2 separate regions of the Mus musculus genome follow, and region 1 is linked to region 2. Evidence: chromatin contacts called from public Hi-C data. All regions are on one chromosome and are shown on one strand. The core of a region is the stretch at or near the end of the contact, and the rest is flanking DNA. Distances in the headings are between cores, read along the strand shown. Region 1 has its middle 46 kb from the start of Gm15083. Region 2 holds the start of Atp2b2 (ATPase, Ca++ transporting, plasma membrane 2).

Region 1 (5,186 bases), core at 1,017-3,516, 68 kb before region 2:
CAGGAGCTGGCTGGTCTTTGGAACTGTTCCCCTAGTGCTTTAGACTCCTCGCCAGTGGTACCTTAGTCACCTCGTTCCCTGGATGGGGCTTTGGTTATGGAGGAGATGTCTGGGGCTATGAGCAGAATTCACAAATCTCGAGTACCCATGGCCCTGAGAGCCGTAGGAATTCCCTATATAAACAAGGCGCTGAGAGGCCCATCTTCTCCTTGGACACCAGGGAAGTGAGGCTCACTATCCTGGACAGCCAGTGTGGCAGGGGCTTATGAGGCTACAGTCCTCAGCCAGCCCAGAATGCACCAGAATGATTTTCAAATCATTGTATTTCTTTCAAAGCTTTTCAGACTTACTATATTTTCATGTGTACTGGAGGGTCTCTAGCTCCCCTCTTTTACAAGAAGGCATCCAACTATTTAACAATGCCAGGCAGCTGATGGCCCAGGACAGCGGATGTACCACATGCATGCCTGCTGCCCACAGAAGCCAGAAGAAGGCATCGAATCCCATGGAACTTGGATTATAGATGATTGTGAGCTGTTAGATCCCCTGGAAAGACAGCCAGGACTCTTCACTACTGTGTCATCTCTCCAGCCTTATATTTCTTATCAGGTGAATTTCTTAAAATTCACCTTTTTAGTGTACAGTTCTATGAATTTTGACAAGTACATATAAGTATAACCTTGTGCCTAATTAAGGTATGAACATTCCATCACCTTTCATGTTCCCTGGTCACTGTGGAGACAAGACATCTCCTCCCCATTGAGATCAAACTGGAGATTCCTGTCATTTTCATAGCAGGGGAGCCACCGCACCCCCAGCCCAGGAAGCTGTCTGGGGGAGGAGTGCATAGCTGAAATCCTGCACTCTAGAGTTCATAGTGATACTGGAGTTCAGGCTAGGCATGCTGGGGCAGAGGTGGGCAGAGGAGCCTGTCAGCTGTCCTGGGGAATGACTTTGAAAGAGCTGTGTCGACTACTTCAGTGTGTAATCGTGGGACAACTGGAGTGACTGGAGAACACTGGGATGTGTGTGGGGTGTGGCTGGAGAGTGTGAGAAGCAGAGGAAGCCCTGTGTGGCTTGTGTTGTTGACATGAGCCAGCTGTGTCAAGGACCCCAGTGCCTCAGACCAATGGGAATGACAAAGCCTTCCCCAGGTCACACACCAAGAAATGCCAGAGGACATCTCCTGGCCCATACAGGCATTGATAGTGTGTGCAGAAAATGTCCACAGCAGCTTCCTCTTCTTGGATGGTCACAACCCAAGACAGCTCCCCTACAGAAAGGAGCTACTGTTCACGTTAACTAAGCCTGCCTCCTTCTTCAGCTGTATATAATACACCTGCCTCTCTGAATCAGATATATAAAATAAATGAGCTGATTTTCTAAACCACTGCAGAGGGGCATCTTCATCCATGCTCGAGGTCCACAGCCAGTGTGCAAGCCTGAAAGACAACAGCATTTGGACCTCCTAGGGTTTGATTTCAAAATCTGTTAGGACACAACATCAGCAAGGCTCACTGGCAGCTTGGAAGCAGAGGCTGAGGGAGCTGGAGGGGGAGAGACTTCCTGGGAAGGGTGGTGCCCATTTTCATCGGTAGAGAGGGAGGGATACTGACACTTTGAGTAGTCTGCTAGATATCCATTGGGTCACAGGGTGGAGTGAGTACTGAGAGGTAGGAAGACCAAGCATGAAAAGGCTCAACAGAGATGGAGTGACAGTCCTGTGACTCCTAGCACCTGGCAAATGCCCTGTGTCCAGAGAGTGGCCTGTCTGACTCTGCACAGGAGATAAAGCACAGCCTGTCCTCTAGTCCATCCAGGTGGCCCCTGTGTCACAGGCCTGTGGGTGTTAGGAAGCACCTAGAGAGATCAGCACACCCCTTGTGGAGCCTCCAAGTGCTCAAATGCCTGTGCAACCCACAGAAGTAACAAGAAAGAACTCTGAATTCCAACCTCACAGCTCAGAGGTGACCTGAGTGCAGTAAACCTACTTCTCCCATCAGAGAGCAGTGACCAGATTTCCTGCCTCTCCTCATTCCACCCCTCTGGCATCCCTCCCACAGATCCCTTGCCCTCTCCAGCTTCCTGGGCTCCTTGGCCCCTTCTTGGTCTCCCACTGTGCAGACCTGGCTTTGGATGGTAGTCCCAGCTGAGAGCTCACAGCCTGGCTGGGTCCCTTGGCTCCATAGACACTACCCACTCATTACCCATGGCAGAGGGCAGTAGCTGCATCTGTCTCTCTCGCCACAGTGTTCCCAGGGCCCAGCAGACAGCAGGCACACAGCCAGCAGTGGCAGACTTGGACATCCTGTAGGTTGTCTTTGGGCAAGGTGGCACTGTGGCCTCCAGCCTGTGTCTGGCAAGACTTTGCTGGTGATCTAGGTCCCTGCCCTGTACTGTGTCCTCTAGTCCCACATAACTCTGTATTTTTCCCTTCAGGTGTTCCCCTCCCTAAACTGGCCTAGGCCTCATTTTTCTCATCTATTAATGGGGCCTCATCTCTCCTTCCATCACGTGGGTGTGGGGAAGCACCTTAGGCGAGCTGAAGCACAGACTTAAACTACTGCAGCCAGGAAGGTACATTGCTTGGAGTCACCCACTCGGGATGCCAAATGCTAGAGAGAAATGTGGAATGTAGGTACCCCCCAAGCCAGTATTGTCACCACGAGCAATTAGGCTGGGCCTAGAGGAAGCAGGGTTGAGATGGAGGGCACAGGGTTGGCTTTTCTATGCACCATTTGGATCTATTGCTAGGAAGGTCAAGGACTCCCCAGGCACCTGGCTGAATGCTATGGAAAGTTCCAGGAGAAAAACCCTTCATTAGAGGGCGCTCTTTTCTTATCACATCTTTAATGCTCAACCATCAACCACTGCTACTCAAAGCATGGCCCCAAATGCAACCCTCCCAGCCACACTGGGGCAAGGACTGGGCCTCCTTGCAAAGGCCTCAAGTCTTATATACTGTATGCTCTTTATCCTCAAGTGGGTTTTGAGAGTAGGTGAAAGAGAGCCAAGGGGAAGAAGGAAGGGGGCAAGAAGCGCTTGCTTGCTTGCTTGATGAAGAAGTGACCTTGCTGGGAGCAGCACTGGGAACGAGGACTCTGACTCTGCCCACCCCTGTACTGCCAGCTGCAGCCAGATGTCTGCTAAAAGAAGGCACAGCTGCTGGGCTTTGTATATTATCGTTAAATGCTCATGAATCATCTGCTGCAAGCCGAGCACAGCTCCAGGGCTAGCTCCAGCAATCTGAGGGACACCATTCCCATTAAATGGTACATAGACGGTGCTGGCACACCTATGTCACGTAGTGCTGATTCTGTTCCTTATGCCTCTGCACCCCATACCGCCACAAAGGCCACCCCGAACCTCCAGATGGGTCTGGCTTGTAGGGTTGTCCCTGCTTCTTTCTCTCACCGCATTCATTTCAGCCTGGTCCTCTTTGGTCACACTACACCATAGACCTTTCCCTAAATCGATGGGCTCCACCCCTTTTCAAAACATTGCAGTTGCTGTTCCTCGCTTCACCAACATGCTCCCAAATTTGTACAGCTGACTCATGTACCCTGTCCCTCTGTCAAGTCAAAGGTTGCTTCTTCCCTGTCTCCCTCAGATGCACAGCCCTCTGTCCCACTGTATTATTTTCTGCAACATGCATAAAACCTGAGCAGTGATCTCAGATCAAGCAGCCAGCTTATTCATTTCCATATTCATTGTCTCCCTGCTGGGACGCTTACCCTGGGAGCAATGACTCTACTTCTATCATGCTTACCCTGTGTTTGCAGCACAGGCCGGAAACAGGTGTCCCTGTGTGGTGGCTGAGAGAGGTGCCCAATCCCTCCCTGAGACCCCTCTTTGAAGAGGATCAAACAGAGAGGTGGCTGTCAGTCCTGGCTCTGGGTCCATACCTGCAATGTGCCTGCTTCCTGGCTCTGGAAGCTCAAGGTAGCATCTGCAACAGCTCTGGTCAAGAGTCCAGGTCCCAGGGAAGGCAATGACCTCAAACTGAGAATTCCTCCCCCTGGACAGAACACTGCTGCCTCGGAATGGAGAAGGTATTTTTAAATGTTCTCGCGAGTGCCAAAGTATGTCTTGTTAAAAATAAGGTCTGTGCGCATTGAGATGCCGCTCAGGTTCGCCTGCCGCCGCAGTGTTTAAATTAACCACATCGTGCGCCCAGCGAATTCCGAGCGACGTGTGAATCATTCGGGGTGAAAAAGTTGGGAGCTGATATTTGCTGAGGTCGTTAGGTATTTACCCAGCACACCCCTCCCCAGAACTGCTCTGTGCCAGCTCTGTAAATATCAAGGCTTTCCTTCCCCCTATGCATGCACGCAGCCCTGCCCACCTTCCCCATTTCAGAGCTCAGGAAATCCAGGGTCAAGAGTTCAATGGCTTGGCCAACTTCTGATGACCGGTGCCCTTAAAGGGGAGTTTCAGTGGCATTTTGGTCACAGCAAAGACCCTGCTCAGTCAGTCCTTCCTTTTCTTCACCTAACATGGGTCCTCTCCTAGCGGGGATCACGGGTGGTCCTTTGAGGAAAATTTTTTTTGATTCCTGGCAGTGCCAGAGAAGAATCTCCCATGTGTATCCTCACGGGCAGCCTTTGTGACCCACAAATGTCACTTTCAGAGTGTCCATCTGCAGTCTCTGAGTCCCCAGTTGTGGGCAGCTATCACAGCTGGCTCTCACTCCTGCCCTGCCCCCATTACCCAGGTATCAGCATCCCAGCTCCCCAGTCCCTGCCCACCCAGCTGGCTAAGCAGTCCCTGCCCACCCAGCTGGCTATCTGTTCCTGGGGACTCAGCTTGGATTCCACCTGGTCCAGGAGCCCCATTTACCCACTTCCCAAGATGTCCCCAGGTCGTAGCTGCTGTGTTTACTTTCAGTTTGCAGCTGGAGTTGGCTCTGGGCCACAAGGCCTGATGCTGGCTGCTGGAAACGTGACCTTGGGCAAGCCCAGCACCTTGGAGCCTCATCCATGACATCTATGACATGGGTGAGGTGACATGACATCTATGGCATGGGTGAGGTGACATGACATCTATGGCATGCGTGAGGTGACTCTTTCAGAGCTACTGTAGGGTTCTCCATGGGAGGGTGGAGGCTCTCAGTTCACAAGTGTGAGACAGAGATCAGGAAGTTTTCCCTGTGGAGAATCAGGATAGTGAGTGTTTTTAGATGAATG
Region 2 (5,527 bases), core at 1,818-4,317:
CTCCCCTAGGATACAGATACTCTTGGTGACAGTGGCCATATTACCAGAGTGCCCTGAGATCCCTGCCCAGGGGCCCCAAGGGTACCTCCTATCTCTTCATGGACAGCCTGTGACCCAGGGAGGAGTCCATTGGCTTATGACTCCAGCAGACTGATCTCCCCCATTCACCCCTTCTTCTGGTCCTAGAATCCCAGCGTAACCAATCAAACTCTGGAGTCATCAGCTGCTCTCCTGTCCTTCCTACTTATCACCCCTGCCCTGTCCCGACCCTCAGACCAGGTCCACCATGAGCCAACTCAGGCTGGATGAAAAGCTGTTGGTGACATTCTCAGCTGGTCACCTATCTATGTGCCATGCTCCCTGTGGGTGGCCCTCATGTCATGTCCAACCTCCACAGGGTTGCAACATAGATGCCTTGTTTGTCTGATTGCTCAATGCTCCAGCTTGTCCAGACCCCCGTTCCTAACGTATCCTGGAAGGGCAACACAGTGACCTAGAAGTAGCCACAGCCAGAAGAGACAGCCTAAGGTCCAGGGCAGTATCTGTGGCTACCCTCCTACCCTCAAGGACATGGTTAAGCAAAGCATCTCTAGCTTTTCCTTTAGAGCCTCAGCTTGGGCCATTGTACTGTAGGAGATCCAGTTTCCAAGGGTCTTGCTGGGTCTGGTGCTTGGTAGGCCAAAATCACACAGCAGTGATTCATTCAGGCCTTTATTGCATCTGTAACATGGTGGCATCTAGCATATAGGGCCGTAGGGACCCATCTGATACAGACACAGCCCAGTGAGAGGCATAGACCTGTAGACCATCACAGCATGAAATGGTCAGAGATGAGACAGAGGTACGAACTGAGTATGTGGGACTAAGCAGAATTGTCTGGCAAAGCAGCAGCCGAGGACAGCTTTGCAGGATGAGCAGATACTAGAAGCCACGGGGATGCACACTCAAAGATGGAAGGACACAGAGCCTGGCTTGCCAAAGAGATAGCTATTTGGGTCCATTTCTGTTAGATGCTGGTCTTGGACTCCAAGAAGCAAAAATCTGCAAGTGATTGAGCGTCTGTGAGTGAAGCCAGCATGTCTCCATGGAAGTCACCGGGCAGTTCCAGGTCAGTCTTTTGAGGTAGATAAGTACTGGGGTCCCTGCGGAGCATACCCCCTACTTGTAGGCAGCCTGGGCTTGGGACTCACAACCTCAGTCACAGGGACAGTTTATCCAGGTGGCTGTGTAACTTACCCCCGACAGCCACATGCAGTTTTCCCCTCTAAGTGTTCACAGTAGTCCCTAGGGTGCAAGGAGCTGTGGTTTCCTAATCTGTAGGAGGCTCTGTATCTGACATAGGAGAGGACATAACTGTGGAAATCAGTGGGCCCCAGCCAGTCCCCCCACTCCTGCCAGGGTTCTCTGTTCACTAGGGGAAAATGTATCTTGCCCCAGAGGTAGGGAAGCACAGTGGCAGGCTCCTGCACACACAGTGGGCTGCAGAGGCCTCTCACCTGATGCCCTCTGGGCCTGCCTCCCTGAACCATTGGGCCTTAATGGCTTCTCTAACCTGGTGGGGGCAGGTTGGCCTACAGCCTCCCAGCTTGGTCCTGGGGAGGGATTCATAGGGACCGTGGTGACTTAGAAGTCTTACCAAGATGCGTCCAGAATAACCCCAGGAGGGGTGATATTCCCATCTACAGCTTCAAGAGGAAACAGAGATAAGGCTGTTTTGAGGGGCTCCAGCTTGGTCTATTGACATGAGGCCCAGGGCTGCCCCATGGGAACCCTAGGAAGGTGTTACATGGGCAACCATCAGGCCTGGTGGACATCCTTAGAGTCTTAGCACCCCACCCCTTATGCACATGTGCGCGCGCACACACACACACACAGAGAGAGAGAGAGAGAGAGAGAGAGAGAGAGAGAGAGAGAGAGAGAGAAGAGAGAGAGAGAGACCCTGCTTGGCTGGGGTATATGGGACCCTCTGAACTGTCTAGCAGTTGGTGATGGTGGTGTGGTCCTGCTCAAGGGCCCTCCCTGCCTTGGGTTCTGCTCTGGCTCTCTCCTTCCTCGGCCCCTCTGTGTGGCGGGTTCTGAATTTGGTGCAGTGCAGACTTTCAGCTTAACGAGACAAATTGATATTCCGTGCCAGGCGGAGATGGAGCAGCAACAGGACGCTCGCTGGGAAAGACGGGCGGGCGGCTCCTAGGTGGGCAGAGATGGGGGTGGGGAAGGAGGCAGGGAGGCAGCTTTTTCTGGACCTGGCTCTAAGGGCACTCCCCTCCCCTTGCCTTGCCCCTCCTGCACCCACTCAGGCTGACAGGTGTTCCACCATGCCGGCCTTGAAGGTCCTTCTATAGGCCACACACATCCAAGCAGGACGCCACTCCTGAGGTGTGGGGAGGCATGGCCACAGGGCACCTTGGCTAGTGGAGGAAGTGAGAGAGAGACACCTCATTCAATGAGACCCCCCTCCCTCACCTGGCTATCCGGGCCTTAGCCCCACCTTGTCTGGAATTAAAGAGGAGTCCACAGGTCTGCCCTGTGAGATGAGAGAGAAGGTAGTGAGCAGCTGGATGGGAGAGTCCATTCCCTCGGACTCCAAAATGGGATCACTCTGGACTCCACAGACGCACTAGTCCAGTGCGGTCACCCCCAACTCCTCACAGATACCTTGGCAGATACTGGGAATGTGCTAACACTCCGACAGAGAAATGGCCTCTTCAAGGGTTCTCCTGACTGGACCCATCCCCACCCTGGAGCAGGTGAGCACACCCAGGCAGCTTGTGGGGCTGCAGAGGGGTGTAGACAGTGACATCCAGCAGCTGGCTGGAGAGTCTGTTCCATAGACCCTGTCACCATAGGTGCATTTAGGTGTTCTCCCTTGTGCAGTCTTTCTTCCAGGTATAGAGCCATCCTGTCTGCATCCAGGGAGCCTGGAAGCCCCGACCCTATCTAACAAAGTAGGAAGTGACTTAGGGAAGGCACATAAAAACAATGCCTCCTCCTTTGCTCTCACCGCCCCCTTGCTCGTCCTGGGCTGGGCTCTGACCCTCCCCTTCGCGTGCCCTTGACACGGCCTCCTGTGCGAGGGGAACGGGCCTCTCCCTAGGGCTCTGCGGGCGGCCGCGGATGCGTCCCGTGGGAGCGATGCCCAGAGCCGCGCTCCCAGGCGCGGGGTGGTTCGGTCCGCGCTCGCGCCCCTCCCCCGGCGGCCGCGCCCCCCCTCCCCCCCAGCCTCGGGAGCGATGGTACAGTCTGCGCAGGGACCGGGCGCGCGGGCTGGGCTCAGCGCGGCGCCAGCTGCCGCACCGCGATTACGGGCTGCCCGCCTGGAACCCGAACCGATCGCTGGCGATTGCCTTAGCCAAGTAAGTAACCGGCATCTCTCCCCTCATCCAAGCATGAGAAAATAAAAAATAAAAAGCGCCCGGCCCCGCTCTCCCCTTCCTCCCTCACCTATTTTGATTTGATTTGATTTGATTGCATTTCCCGTTTTTTTCCCCCAGTGCTGATGGTGGCGGCGGGAGGAGGGGGGTGGTAGGAGCTTGGCTTGTTTATCTGGAGGCAGCTGGGGATGCTTGGGAGCCCGGGCTGAGGGACACTCTAGGGTGAGGGGTTGGGGTGGGGGCTGGGGACCGGAGCAAAGAGCCCCGTAGGAGGGGATGCAGGGTCTCAGGTGGATGCTGGTGGCCTCCAGACTGCACATGCCCCCAGGATGTTATGCAAGGGCTAGTGGTGGCAGCCGGTCAGCAGGGACACCAGTCTCCTCTTGAGCCTGGTCCCTGGGAGACATAGAGTACTGGAAGGTGTCCCAGGAAAGCTGCAAGGGGAGGCCCCTATGAAGGGTCTCTTTGATGGTGGGCTGCTGTATACAGGGATCTACTGGATGAGGAGAGCCAGGCAGGTGGTGGCAGGGATGTGTCCCAAGTCCCCTCCGTGGCAGGCAGGGGCAAGAGTGGGTGGCCAGGCCATTTTGCAGCAGTCATGCTAGATGGATGGTGGAGTTGGCACTTTAAGCCCGGAAGCACAGCTCCTCATCAGCCTGCTTGCTTAGGTGGCCCCTCTGAGTACTGAGACACCTGGGGCTCCTCCCTGCCTCCCTGCAGGACCTGAACCTCCCTCCTATGGTCGTCAGGTGCTGGCAGCCACCCCCTTTAAGCCAAGTAGCTGACCTCTGCTCCACATACTGAGTGGGGAGGGGACCCTTCAGCTGGCCGACCCCCGTCAAGGGAGGTCCCCTCAAAGGCTGAGCCTGGCTCGACCTTCAGAAGGGTAAGTGAGTAGGCCAGTCACCAGCAGAGCTGAGAGTAGAGGGTCTCATTGTGAGGCTGAGCCTTAGCAGTGTAGAAGGGGCTCCCCTCCACTGGGCATTGCTCTCCACATCGCTAGGAGGAGGCAGAGCTGACGTTTGGGGCATTTCCCAGAGCGGGCGGTTGCCATCCGGAGAAATTCTCTCTTTTGACGTGTGCAGTAGGAGGGGGCTTGGAGCGCAGGCCTTTGAGCTTGGGGCTTCCGCCTGGTAACTTCCTTGAAGGAGCAGTGGCAAGGAGGGGCTGCGGTCTGGGGAGTCCGCAGAGGGAGGAGGACTAGGAGAGGATGCTAATGGCCTCCCATTTATCCACCTTCACAACCCAGTCGTGAGCGAGGGTGCATGCCTGTGCATAGATTCACTCCTGCATACACATGGACTAATAGAGAACCCACAAGTAGTGCATCATACATGTTCAGATCATACATGTGAACACACAATGCCTGTACCAACAGATGAGATCTGGCCTCTGTGCACACAGCATGCATCTCTGGCTTCTTAAGACCCCGTTCTATGCACACCCCAGTGAGTATAGCCTGCCCCCACATGCTTGCAGCCCTCACACACACAGGAACCTGCAGCAGCTACCCTGGTGTACTATATACCCATGTGGGATGCCCCAGGAGTGCAGTTGACAGGTGCATAGGACCCAAATGCCTGTCAACACAGTGCCCTGGAATGTGCCCACAGGTGAATGACAGAGTCACATGTAAGACAGCAGTGGGCATAGCTGCTGCACCTCTGCAGACACTATGTTGCCCTCTCAGCTTCAAGAAGCAAAGGTGGCCCTAGGAGCCCTGGGGAGAGGACCCTGGGGAACTGACTATGAGGCCAGAAGGACTGTGGATCCTGAGTGGCCACCTCAGCTTCCTGAAGGCCTGAGGGGTGGGTCAGCCCATGTTCCCGAAGAGCAGTGATTGGACTGAACAAGGCCATCTGTGGTGATTGATGGTCTGCAGAGAAGGCTGCCTGGAGTAGGGAGGGAAGACAGGGGTGGGGGTAGGTGCAGTGGCTGCCCATTGGTCAGACCACCAGCAGCCGGCAAAGCCCACTAGCCCTTTCTGGAACCAGGAAGCCAGCCCACTATCATGTGGCATCTGAAAGCCGGAATTCCTTCAGTAGCCTCCAAGTTGGCTCCAGATGAGGACAGAAAAGCTACCTGTGATTTAGTGTGCAGAGCCTGAGACATCCACCCCTCCTCCACAGCCTGCCCTCCACTCCCGTCACCCAGTC

The links. A called contact is a pair of places that touch in the nucleus more often than the background predicts.
Region 1: a contact with region 2 is called in a Hi-C map of cerebellum, with 1.9 times the contacts expected there. The contact joins the enhancer-like site here to the promoter of Atp2b2 in region 2. A contact is called at or near these places in 5 of 484 Hi-C or Micro-C datasets (cerebellum, cerebral cortex, cortical neurons and 2 more), 2 of 115 datasets of contacts at active chromatin or transcription factors (both in embryonic stem cells) and 2 of 9 other capture datasets (liver and pancreatic islet).

What each region holds. Positions count from the first base shown.
Region 1 is chr6:113,956,536-113,961,721 of GRCm38.p6, reverse strand. It overlaps a transcript of Atp2b2 not described here. Among named protein-coding and RNA genes, the nearest start is that of Gm15083, 46 kb to the left of the region's middle. Within about 2 kb of position 2,266, at least 12 of the 459 cell types and tissues checked have an H3K27ac peak or open chromatin away from gene starts, as enhancers often do. A contact at or near this core is called in cerebellum, where this site is marked.
Region 2 is chr6:113,889,079-113,894,605 of GRCm38.p6, reverse strand. It overlaps Atp2b2 (ATPase, Ca++ transporting, plasma membrane 2), which reads left to right and starts at 3,067. Exons shown (of 20, transcript NM_001036684.3): 1 at 3,067-3,353.